Linked DNA regions of Gossypium hirsutum: region 2 is linked to region 1. A link is a contact called in public Hi-C data. All regions are on one chromosome and are shown on one strand. The core of a region is the stretch at or near the end of the contact, and the rest is flanking DNA. Distances in the headings are between cores, read along the strand shown.

Evidence for each region. A called contact is a pair of places that touch in the nucleus more often than the background predicts.
Region 2: a contact with region 1 is called in a Hi-C map of leaf, with 2.8 times the contacts expected there. The contact joins the promoter of LOC107952078 here to the promoter of LOC107952485 in region 1. A contact is called at or near these places in 5 of 34 Hi-C or Micro-C datasets (anther, callus, hypocotyl and 1 more).

Annotation. Positions count from the first base shown.
Region 1 is chrA02:46,674,194-46,679,862 of Gossypium_hirsutum_v2.1, reverse strand. It overlaps LOC107952485, which reads right to left and starts at 3,511. Exons shown (of 3, transcript XM_016887736.1): 1 at 3,016-3,511; 2 at 2,285-2,886; 3 at 2,062-2,193. The coding sequence starts at 3,511. The coding sequence ends at 2,062.
Region 2 is chrA02:46,803,454-46,809,636 of Gossypium_hirsutum_v2.1, reverse strand. It overlaps LOC107952078 (mitochondrial inner membrane protein OXA1), which reads right to left and starts at 3,634. Exons shown (of 10, transcript XM_016887323.2): 1 at 3,445-3,634; 2 at 2,737-3,265; 3 at 2,264-2,354; 4 at 1,666-1,713; 5 at 1,428-1,486; 6 at 1,232-1,307; 7 at 999-1,130; 8 at 791-898; 9 at 433-487; 10 at 1-332. The coding sequence starts at 3,242. The coding sequence ends at 70.

The DNA of each region.
Region 1 (5,669 bases), core at 2,262-4,761:
AAGCTGATGGGCCAAAACTGGCTGAAGTCTTCAAGACTCTCTTTTTTAAGAATTAGAACAAGCAATGTATTTTTCAACTCCTGTTCAATTGGCCTTCCGAAAAAGACATCTTTAACCCACTGACAAACATCTCTACCAAGGGTATCCCACTGACTTTGGAAAAAATAAGCATGGTACCTATCACTTCCAGGCGATTTTAGAAGTGCCATATCAAATAATGCTTTTTTGATTTCCTCATTCGTAATATCAACTTCTAAAGAAATACTCTCCGCACAAGTAAGACCCAAAAAACCAGCACTAGGAATGGTTTCTAACATAGAGGAAACCTCACCATAGAGCTTTTCAAAGAATTCCACCACCTTATTTCACAAGATATCTTGGTTAGAACACCATTGCCCATTGTAGATACGTAAAACGATGATTCAGTTGAATCTTCTCCTTTTAATTGTACAGCTATGGTAAAATTTTGTGTTCCAATCACCCAAATGAAGCCAATCACATCGAGCCTTTTGTCTCCAAAGTAGGTCCTCATGATCAAGCACATTTTCCAATTCATCCCGAATTTCCAGCTCTTTTTGGACTAGCTGACTAGAGGGGAAATAATCAATGGCCCTTTGAGTCTTGTCCAACGATCTCATAATCTGGCGCTTGTGAGTACCCAAAAAACCATATAAATTCCTGTTCCAAGCTTTAAAATCAGAGGTTAAGTTAGACAAGGAATCAACCATATTACCTTTAAAATTCCACCTCTCCTTGACAAAATTCGAAAATGTATTATGTTGCGTCCATCCTGCTAGGAATTGAAAAGGTTTTCCTCTTGATGTGTCAAGGTCAGGTCTAGTAGAGAGCAAGGGTGGCCGATGATCAGACTTAATACGCGTAGATGTTGAACTAAACACTTTGGGAAAGTTGACATCCATTCATTATTTCCTAAAGCTCGATTTAATCTGACAAAAGTTCCACCTCTTTGCCAAGTGAAAGAGGGCCCGCTATATCCTAAATCTTGCAAAGCACACGACTCAACAAAATTACTAAATAATGCACATCGTTTACCTATGTTGTCTGCAGGTGATAAAATGGCATTAAAGTCTCCCATAATTAACCAAGAAATGTTCTGAGTCGGGGTAACCCCTCCCAAAGAGCCTTCCGTTTTAAGCTGTCAGGGCTACCATATACAAAATAAATGAAAATGGATTTATTATGAATAAAATTTTCAACCCTAAGAAAAATAATTTGTGGATGATTTTTAATAATTTGAATTTGAAGAGAATCCTTCCGTCCCACCCAGATGCCACCTAAAAAACCAACCACTTCAACCCGGTAAGAGTAATTAATACCCAACTGTTTAATAATAAAATTAGCTCTTTTACCGCTCACTCTTGGTTCCATTAAGCAAACAATATCAGGTCTTTGTTTCATATTGTATTCTCGAAAGGCTCGGATGAAATTCCTGCTAGCACAACCTTTACAATTCCAAGAAAAAATTTTGAGATTTGAATCCATAAAAATAAACAGAGAGATAATTAAAATAAAATAAAATAAAATAAACCCAACATTCAACAAAACCTAAAGGGAAAAGTAGTCCAAAAAATATCAGCCCTTACCGTCCAAGGAGATTAACTCATTCCTTCTGTTCAACATTACTGGCAGAGATGCCAGAGTCAAAATTCTCCTTAGAAATATTTGAAATATTCTCTGCCAAAAGCTTCATGGATTTTTTTAGAGATATTCTTTGAGATCCAATTCTTTTGATACGAACATTGCTTCCATGCATGATTTTGTTCTGTTTCTTTACAGTAGCCCTTCCTCTTCATTTATTCTCTTTCGCCGATCTAGAAATTCCCACCAAAATTGAGACCAGTGAATTACTCACAGAGGGTGCGGTATACTGATCATTTTTGGTTCCGGGGAAGGTTACTGCCGAATGCTTAGCGGAATCCAGGTTACCCACTTCCACTACTTCGGCTTCTTTTTCATTTTTGGAGGTCAGGAGATGCTGCTTTGTTGAAGACTCTCCCCCAGCAGGAAGAACGGTCTCAGCGACACTGTCCACACGTTCTACTATAGGGACTCAGCTACTGTTCCCCTATCAGCTGAATCCGTCTGGCCCACTTGCTGGTCACCCTGTTCCACTAGTATCTGGCCTGTCTTGAGCCCAACCCCAAGGCAATCCCTTCCAAAGCCATCGCATTCCTGTTACCACTATTATTATCCAGGTTGGGTTCTAAAATAAGCCAGCAGTTTTTTTAAAAATCGGGCCTGGTCCGGTATTAGGGCCTACAACCTTTTGTTTGCCCTTATTGGAATTTTTTACAAAATCATTCAGCCTATTAATTTTCGGGTCAACGCCTTTAATATACTGATTTCTGGGAGAAATTTCTTTCTCTTTAGAGTTTTGAAAGTCTGCCACTTCTCCATCATTAAATTCATTGTTTAAATCCCTATTATTTAGGCAACTGAATCGGGATCCTTCCCTTTTCTTTTCTTGAATTTCGGCAGATTTTTGAAAATTATCACGAAATTTATGCCTTGATTTCCTCTCAACAATCATCCACAACCCGTAACTCTCGTCTTTCTTCTCCGATTCTTCCATGGCCAACTTCTGGTTTTCCGGTACCGTTGCAGACAAATCATGATTCGCCTCAACCGTGGGTTTAGGACTTTTAAAAATACAGAGATTTTCCACATGTCCATACCTTCCAAAATGAAAACAGATAGTAGATAAAGCTTCATATTCCACTTTTTGCGTTCTACCATTGATCAAAATTTGTGATACCAAAGGTTCGCCCAGATTAACATAAACTGTTAATCTAGCAAAATGTCCCCTCGTCCTGCTGTCGGTATTTAAATCAAGCTTAACCACTTTACCAACTACTTCCCCAAATTCTGAAATGATTTTCCTGTTATATTAGTAGCTCGAAAGAGCTAGGAATCTGATCCATGCCATCACAACTCTTGGAAAATTCTGAGAAGGACCGAAACCCATCGTCTATGGTTGTACTGTCAAATACTGACCAAATATGATCGATGGTCCTTCAGCTAGGGCCTTTTTGAAATCCATCTTATTTTGAAATTTCACTAGAAAGTATCCATTCTCGATATCCATCATGTGCATAGGTGCTGTGGGTCTCCACAAATCGTAAATTTTATTCTGCAAAACTGTGAATCCCATATTCCGGCCTAGAAGTTTTAAAATCACAGTATTATCCATGCCTTGAACAAGGATTTGATGGATTCTGTCTGAGAAAGTTATGGAGGGTACGCCATTCACAAATGTCTTTTGGACGTCCCCTTCCAATATATCAATATTATCATTATCAACCAAACTATTGAAGACATCTTTTGAGGACTGTCCGACGAGTTTATCTCTCCAAGAAGTGAGTTGATCTGAGGGCGTATCGACCATTATTCCGCTCGTCGCCTCCTCTTCCTTATCCCGAAATCTGACCTTCTTAGGAATCAATTCCTCAACAATAGAACTTCCAAGACCAGAGTTCTCACCAAAAGTCATTTTTTTTTAATTTTAATTTTTTTAATTTTAAAATTTTATGATAATTTTTTATTCAAACATAAAATCAATGTCCAAATTCTTTAATGAACAAATTTACACTTAGAAATAACAATATCATTATAGCATAAAATAATTATGATTGGTATAAATATTGTTCAATATTAATATGATGGCTTTCTAAAATTAAATTTCAGTAAGGAACTTAAAGTGACAAACACAATTAAAAAAGTATTCAGAATTAATTATTGATAGAAAAACTATCAAATACAATAAAAAAGAAGTCCAAAATCATAATAGTAAAATAAAGAAAAAAAAGCACTTGCTCGATAGTTGAATAAAAAACATTGAAATAAAAAATATAATTACCATAAAAAAATTAACAAAAAGCCAATAAAGAAAAAATATTTATTAAATAATATATATTTTAAAATACTCAATTTGTCTTTAAGAAATATATTATATTCTCGTATTGCCACTATTTACTCATAAAAGTTGCTCAAATTATATATTAATTGATGGCTTTCGAATCCATAAAAAATAATATTTTTTATGTTTAAACCATAAATAAATAGCAATATAGAGAGTACGACCGATCCTACAGAGATTAGAATATCTAAAATTGTTGTTTCGGTTTAACTAAGTTGTGCACCAGACAATTATTATGCCCACAACATGTGACGATTTGTGCAAAAGTAAAAATGATGGATTTAAATATGATAAAGGTAAAAATAATTAAAATCTAGATAACAATAGAAATAAGCATAAAAGAAGTTAAATTAAATAAACCAATATAATGAAATTTCTAGCTTCAATCTCGATTTTGCCATGATTTCAAACTGATACTTGATAATAAGTCTCCTCCTTTAACTGAAAAGTCGATTATAGTGAATGAGGACGCCCAGACCACCAATCCTTCTGTAGTTTTACTTAACGAATAACCACGAAACACGTGTCCATGATTTAGCTCTTCAGTAGCTTTGGAAACTAGAAGGGTCTAACTTGAACCAACAACCTCAACTGCGCAGGTTGTTTAAACCTGATTGCTATTTCCTTTGACGGATCCAACTAACCACTTAATTGGACACACCAACGTGTTCTCCGATAGACCAAATATGATAGACGATCATATCACTTCTTCCAACTCTATGTTTATCAACACCGAATTAATGAGCTCTTTTTAATTTGATATCAATACAATTTTATAAGACGATGATACTTATATCTTAAATTAGAAAAATAACAAATACCAATACGGAAGTTTTTAAGTGTGGTTACGAATTTATTAACTCTCTACCGGCCTAAAACTAAATATAAATTTTAAATTAAAAGTTTAACAAAAATTAATTGAAAATAAAATGAAATTGAAAGGGCCTTGCGCAATATTGCGCAAGAAAAAATAAAGAACATGAAACAGAATTAAAAAGGTAGTAATTCCTATTGAAATTCCAATTACAGGGGGCACACCCCTCCCACGCATATATATATTAAAATATAAATGTCTAATTCTACTTCAACTCTTTACCTTTTTTTTATATTTTTATTTTGAGTTTAAAATGACCTGATACATTCATTCAATTGAAAAGGCTAAGCAAAAAACAGAAATCTACATGGCCTCCATATTTCACTCATCCATGATCTCTGATAGGCAGTGCATCGTGCCCTAATTACATTAAATCTAATCTCATAAATGTAAAAGCAATAGAACAAAAAAGAAACCAAACAAACCTAAAGAGATTCCTAAGAGAACAAGAAACCCTAATAAGCGGCTTAGCCCTCCCCTAATCTTCCTTTCCTTTGCATCAGATACTACTCAAGGTGAGATTCTATTGACCTTGACCCAAATCTTTCTATACTTTGTCATGTTCCCCAGTCTCACAAACCGCTGAGATTTCTCGGATTCCCAAAAGCCTTGCCTTTCCTCCGGTTTCAGTACTCAACCCTATTGTCCAAAAACACTTATCCTCCATTTCTAACCTCACTTAAAAGGTGACCCACTCCTGAAGGGATCTCTTCCACCTAAAATCTTGGCGAGTCGAACTGTCGTCCCCAAACCGGCAGTCTGTACACCACTCCATTTGCTTTTCTAGGGATATGTTTGAAAGCTAAGTATCTAAATCTTGGAATTTTGCATTTTATTTCATTTATGGTGTTCCCAATA
Region 2 (6,183 bases), core at 2,385-4,884, 130 kb before region 1:
TATGAAGCAAATTCCTAAAACATTTATGGAAATTAATGGCATTTCAACATTTTAGGTAGGAAGCTTTTCTCACCTCTTCTTGTTTTTCTTCCTTCCCTTTAATTGTCTCTCTAAAATTTTAATCCTCTGATCCATGGTCGAAGACGACGAAATTTTTTTATGCGATGCTTTTGTTGGTTCATCAGGTGGTGAGGTAGACTGATGTGATGCTGTTCTTTCGGGTTGTTTGAAAGCTGAATACAGATTGATAGAAGGCCGCGGTGTGGTACCAGCCGGAGGCTTAGGTATTAGCGGAACACCTAAAGCTGCCTTCACCCCAGGAGCCTTAAGCACTGCAAAAGTAAAATTTTGAATGGAAAATATACAAAGAACTACAGAGAAATCTTGATAAAACCTAAAATTGATCGGAAATGTAAAGTTTTAAGGACTTACCTAGTCCATAGGCAAGGGAAAATACATTTGATGTAATCCAATAACAGAAAATGGCCTGTGGACACAAATGAGATGGAAGTTAACATCATTGTCATCGTCGTCATCATCATTATATATCAGCAAATAATATCGTCCTCCTTTTTGGGTTTGGCTAAAAATTTCAGGATTTATATGAGATACAAAGAGCTCCCAAAGAACTTGTTAGAGTAGGCAATGCAAATCAATTTTATGACCTTGTTAAAGGAAACTAGAATGTAAACCCAGATTATTTGTATGGCAAGTAAAATTCTTAAAATATTGTTTTGACAACTGATATTCGAAAGAAAGTGCAGAAACTGGAAAATGGAAGTGGAAATACCTTTGAGAAATTCATGGTCAATGGAACCGATAGAGCAGCAAAGACTCTAGCAACATTTTTTGTAGTTCCAGAAGAAGGATTCCCCTCCGTACCTTCTAGCATGTTGCACTGAGGGCATCAAGCATTTAATTAAAACCGAGTCGATGATAGAAAGGCATAACCTATACCTCTCAATGCATTCCTTTTATCTACAAAAATGGAAGCTTACCTCCACTGTTATCCAAAATGTCAGAGCCGTCAAAACTGGAAAGATGCATAAACTATCTGGTGTACTGAGATCTATAAACCAATAAGCTCCACCGGATTTAAATGATGGCATTTTCTCAGCCATATTGGAAATCTGAGGGTGAAAGACAAGTCTAAATCTGAATGTACTACATTCAATTCTACAACCAAACTAGTAATCCTTACAGAACCTTTAGAAAAAACGATTTATCTTACGCCTAAAAAAAAGCTGATAAAGATTGGCATCTGAATAAAGAACCCTTTCAGTGGAGTAAAAGGCGTTACACCATATCTGCAATTATTAAAATGAAAAAACATTTAAATGATTTTAGTGATTCAATCATAGAACCAAGGGCTATGCAACATGCACTCTAAACATGAAAATGAGCTGTCCTACTGGAAAAGTTCTTACTCCTTGAAAAGCTTTTGCATTTCATTTTGACCTTCAGCTACTGCCTGGGGATCCATACCCTGCAGAAAATAGGTAGAAATTTTTAAGTTTTATTTCAAGCTATTATAAAAGAAACAAGAACATCCATGGAATCTGAAAATGCTCTAGGATTATGCACAAAATCAGATACCAGAATGCTATCCACAAAGTAGATTATTCAAAATAATAACACAAATCACAGAAAAAGCTGGCACCAGACCATTCTTTGCATGCGCTCCTTGATTTCCTTCAATTGTGGCCTAAGTAACTGCAGGATAAAGACAGCAGAGAAAAATTCAAATGAACAGATTTTCCCATTAATGAAGGTATGAAAAATAAAAAAGAACAGTCTCTAAGCTACAAAACTGAAGTCACATTCGAGGAGAAAGAATATCTTAGAGAGAAAATAAGTTTCCTTTCTTTGTTCTTACACCTGTCAAAATTCAATAATAATCAATGGATACTATTGCATTCATACTAGGAAAAGTTGAATTTTTTTAAGTGGCAAAAATGTACAGATCATGCAGAGGCATATTATATCTTCTAGAATTAGATGAAAAAGATAGGGTTGTTCAGTTCTTTCTTTTCCCATTTTACCACTAACAAGGTACAAAGGCAAGATACCACATGCTGATATCATCCAAATGCGAATCATCCAGTATTTGCATATTATCAAGTTGTGGCTTCATATACATGGTAATCACAAAAGTAATGTCTTGTACATAGACTTCGGGCTATGAATAAAATAAGTGAAGAACAAAGGGCATGCTACAAGGTAAAAGAACATGACAAGAAAAAGAAGCAGAAACATCACACACCGTCATTTTTGCAGTAGCTTTAAGTTGACTTATCAAAAATGGAAGAGTTAAACCTCGAACCAAAAGTGTTGTCACAACTATGGAACTCCACCTGAAACAAATAGGAAGCATAAGAAGTCACAAGATACATATCGCATAAGACACACCACGCAGATTCTCATTAAGATTTATTTGTCATCATGTTGCATGCAATAAATTTAATTCAACCATGTGCAAGAGATAATAGCAAACTGGTTTGACTGGAATCTGACAGATTACATATATTGGAGAATGGAGATCAGTGTTTCATAGATCGAAGTCCTTATATTTATAGCACTGATAGTTTATGCTTGCCACCCTTTTGGCCATTTGAAATATAGATCAGGTAGATAGTTTAAATCATCAGATTTGAATCCAATTCATAGTGCATTCCATTCGTTCTTGGTACATTTACATAAATACAAAAAAACTAAATAATTAGAAGCAGGAATTACCAGTTCAAGCCAGTAGAAGAATGAACTGCATCGATAACGTACTGTACGGCAGCAATGGGTAACCAAGAATCAGCAGCAGCAACAGCAACCTCATTCACAGCAGGAGCCTGCGAAGCCACTGCTTCAAAAGAACTATCCTTAAGAGTTTCCGAAATATCGGTCATAAGCCCAATCCTATCTGCCCCATCAGCCATAAACTCAATCTCATCTGCCCCATCATTATCTTTAGTTGACATATAACGAAAAAACGACACACCAGTGCTAGGAATGAGAGATAGTTTGGAACATCTTCTATCTTGAAACAACACACCAAAACCTGATGATGAATTACTAAACCCAGTTCCAAAAGATCTTTGTTGAAACAAATTGCTAGGTTTTGGCTGGGAGTAGAACTCGTTTAAAGGATGATTTTTACGGTCATCTTCATGGACAATGTAGGCAAATGACGGTTGATATAGTCTAGCTATTAGGGTTGCTCTCCTGGAAAGGCTACGCCTAAACGCCATTGGTACAAAGAATAGAAATTCCTCTAACAAAAGAAAGGGTACGATCAAATTAAAACCATTAACAAGGCAAGATAAATGCAGCTAAAATATATTAAAAACCAAAGCCTCGAGGTTCATTTCTAACAAATAGAACTAAATCACTAAGAAGAGGCCATACAGTGAGATTTTCTGAAGCTAAAATCTGGGAGTTCAAAGAGAGTACCGCAAGTAAGAAGCAAAAACTCAGGGTTTCATTCACATCACAGTGCTGAGTTCGAAAGAGCAAAAGTCTTGTTAGGTGCAGAAACCAACAAGGTGCACTTCGAAAATCGAAACAGAACAGGGATCAACTCCCCTGTATTTACTTCTCCGTACAGCTCTTTTGTTGCCCTCAGTACCTGTTTTTAATTTTTTCGTGTAAATTTCATCCGTTTGTGGCGAATAGAATGGGCCACCATTGAGAATACTGGGTCTAGCTTAGCCCACTTGGAGACTTACAGTCATTCCCACTATTTTTTTCCTTGGGTTTATTCATGATTTGACCCTTGAATTATCCCGTTTTTATACATTGATACCTAAATATTTTTTATCCCATTTTAGTGCTTTTGTACTTTTTACCCCTGAAGCTATTGATGTTGAAAAAGTAGTGGCCAATGAAAACACATCACATAATCAATGCCAACTTCGATAGTATTCACTATCGTTGACCAAAGTTTGTATAAGGAGGATCCTCAGGGAAACCAAAGAGGTGACTTAGCCTCCCAAAACTTTTGGGAATTACCATTAAGCCCTTTAAGTTTTAATTAAGCCTCCCAATATTCTGTAAAATCTCCTCAAGACTCTTTAATATGTATTTTATGAATTTTAATTAATTCTCCCAAAATTTTTAAAAATTCTTATTAAGTTTTTATAATTTTTAATTGAAGTTGTCAAAATTTTTGAAAATGTTCATTAAGCCCTCTAAAATTCTAAAAAATTTAATTAGCTTCCAAAACATAATGTGTATCTTGATTCTTAATATATCATTCTATAATCATACTAATTCATAATATCTTTAATTATATTTATATGAATGCAAGAGAAAGATGTTAGTTTTAACACTTTAATTTGCATTGGTTGTCTGCAATTTAGTAATTGTGGAGAATGGAAATACAAAATCAGAGAACCAATGTAAAATCATAAAACAGAGGGGATGTTGTGACATTTTAATTTTAGCCACTCATTGATGCAAAGGGCATGAAAACAATGCTCACAGTTTGGAATGGTACTTAACTTTTCATTATCTTGGTATTCCCAAAGACATGTTGAGCAAATGTTATCACTAGGCCTTGGTAATTGCCGGGTTTCACTAAGCAAAATCACCGGATAGGCATCAATACTTGGTCCATCAAGTCCTTTGTAATAATTGTTAAGACTTCCTTCCGAGTTGTAACACAAGCCCTATGATGCATAACAGGGGTATTCCCTCTCTGAAAATTATACCCATTTTAGCACTTCTTGCCATACCAGAGCTCCGATGTCACTCTTGAACATGCAATTCCCACCGCTGTGTTCACAAGACGTGCAATCGGGTTCATGCCATGTCAATCTCATACCATACTTAGGATCCGAAGTAGGTACTAAAAAGCTAGCTATCTTCCTACACGTCCATAATAGAGATGCGTACATATCAAGACGATTTATGGAATGGCCACCACAGAGAAAGTTTCGCCACTAAGACAAGAAATGTACCTTAATTGGGGAAGTTTGTTTTGATATTGCACCATTTGAGCAATTTTGAAACACATAGTTTTCAGCATATTGAGGCTCAAAAGGAGTACCAGAGGGGTTCATACCCTTAAAGAGATGCCTTGGGAGGCAATAATTAGGGTCATTGATACAAATAATCGATATTTTCGACTATGAATTGACCAGAAAATGGAAGGGTGAGAACTGCTTTAGTTTGATTTTTGCATAAGAGATCAAAACGGTGATGAAGATCAGGTTGGTTGCTAAGACGAAAAGGGAAGCGAATCCGTTGATCACCACAAGAAACAGGGCAAATTCCAGTACTTGTTGACGGTTGAAAAGAGAGGAAAACGAAGGAGAAGAGTACGAAGAAGAAGATTTGAAAAATACGGAAATTTTGTTTGCTTTTCAAGCTTTCATGAATGGTAAATACAAACAGAAACGTTAGAAGATGTCAATTTTTGCTTTAAAGAAAAATGAGACATAGGACAAGAAGAAGAGTTCAAAGATATCATTTTCATGCTTATTGTGAACTCAGCAAGCAAAAGAATATACCATCTATGATGTTTTCTTTGAAATTTCCTTGAAATAGTAATAATTTAAAATGGTTCTTGGTATATTAGTAACTAACATTTGTATTAATGAGTGAATGGTGATCAACTAGACAAGATTGAAGTAGAACTCGAATAACTTTTGAATACTAATATTTCATTTACACCTTAATTGTGATAGATAGAAATTTAATAAAGAATTTTAACAAGGTTAACAATTTTTAAAATATAATTTAAGGTTTTAATTAGAATAAAATATTTAGACTAACTAATGACATTGCAAAAGTTGAGGTATCAAATTATGACAAATATTAAAGCATAAATATTAAATCTCAAATTTGAACAGAGAATAGTAACCACAACTTAAATTTGTCTATTGCTACATAATCTTAAAACAAGTAGAGGATCAAAATTGAAATTTAACAATTATCTTATATAATATAAATTGTAGATTTTGGTATTTGGACCATTTTCATTAACCAACTGGTTAAATCCAATTTCAGAAATTCTAGATTTTGGTATTGGAAGTGAAAAAACCGTAATATATATATATTACCCCATGCTTGGCATATTTATGAATAATTTTTCCTTGATTTCATTGAATTCGATGCTCCTAATCTTTTAAATTCATGTTTTATACTTAGGCAAGCATTGGAAGGCAAAAAGAGCAAGAAACAGGCCAA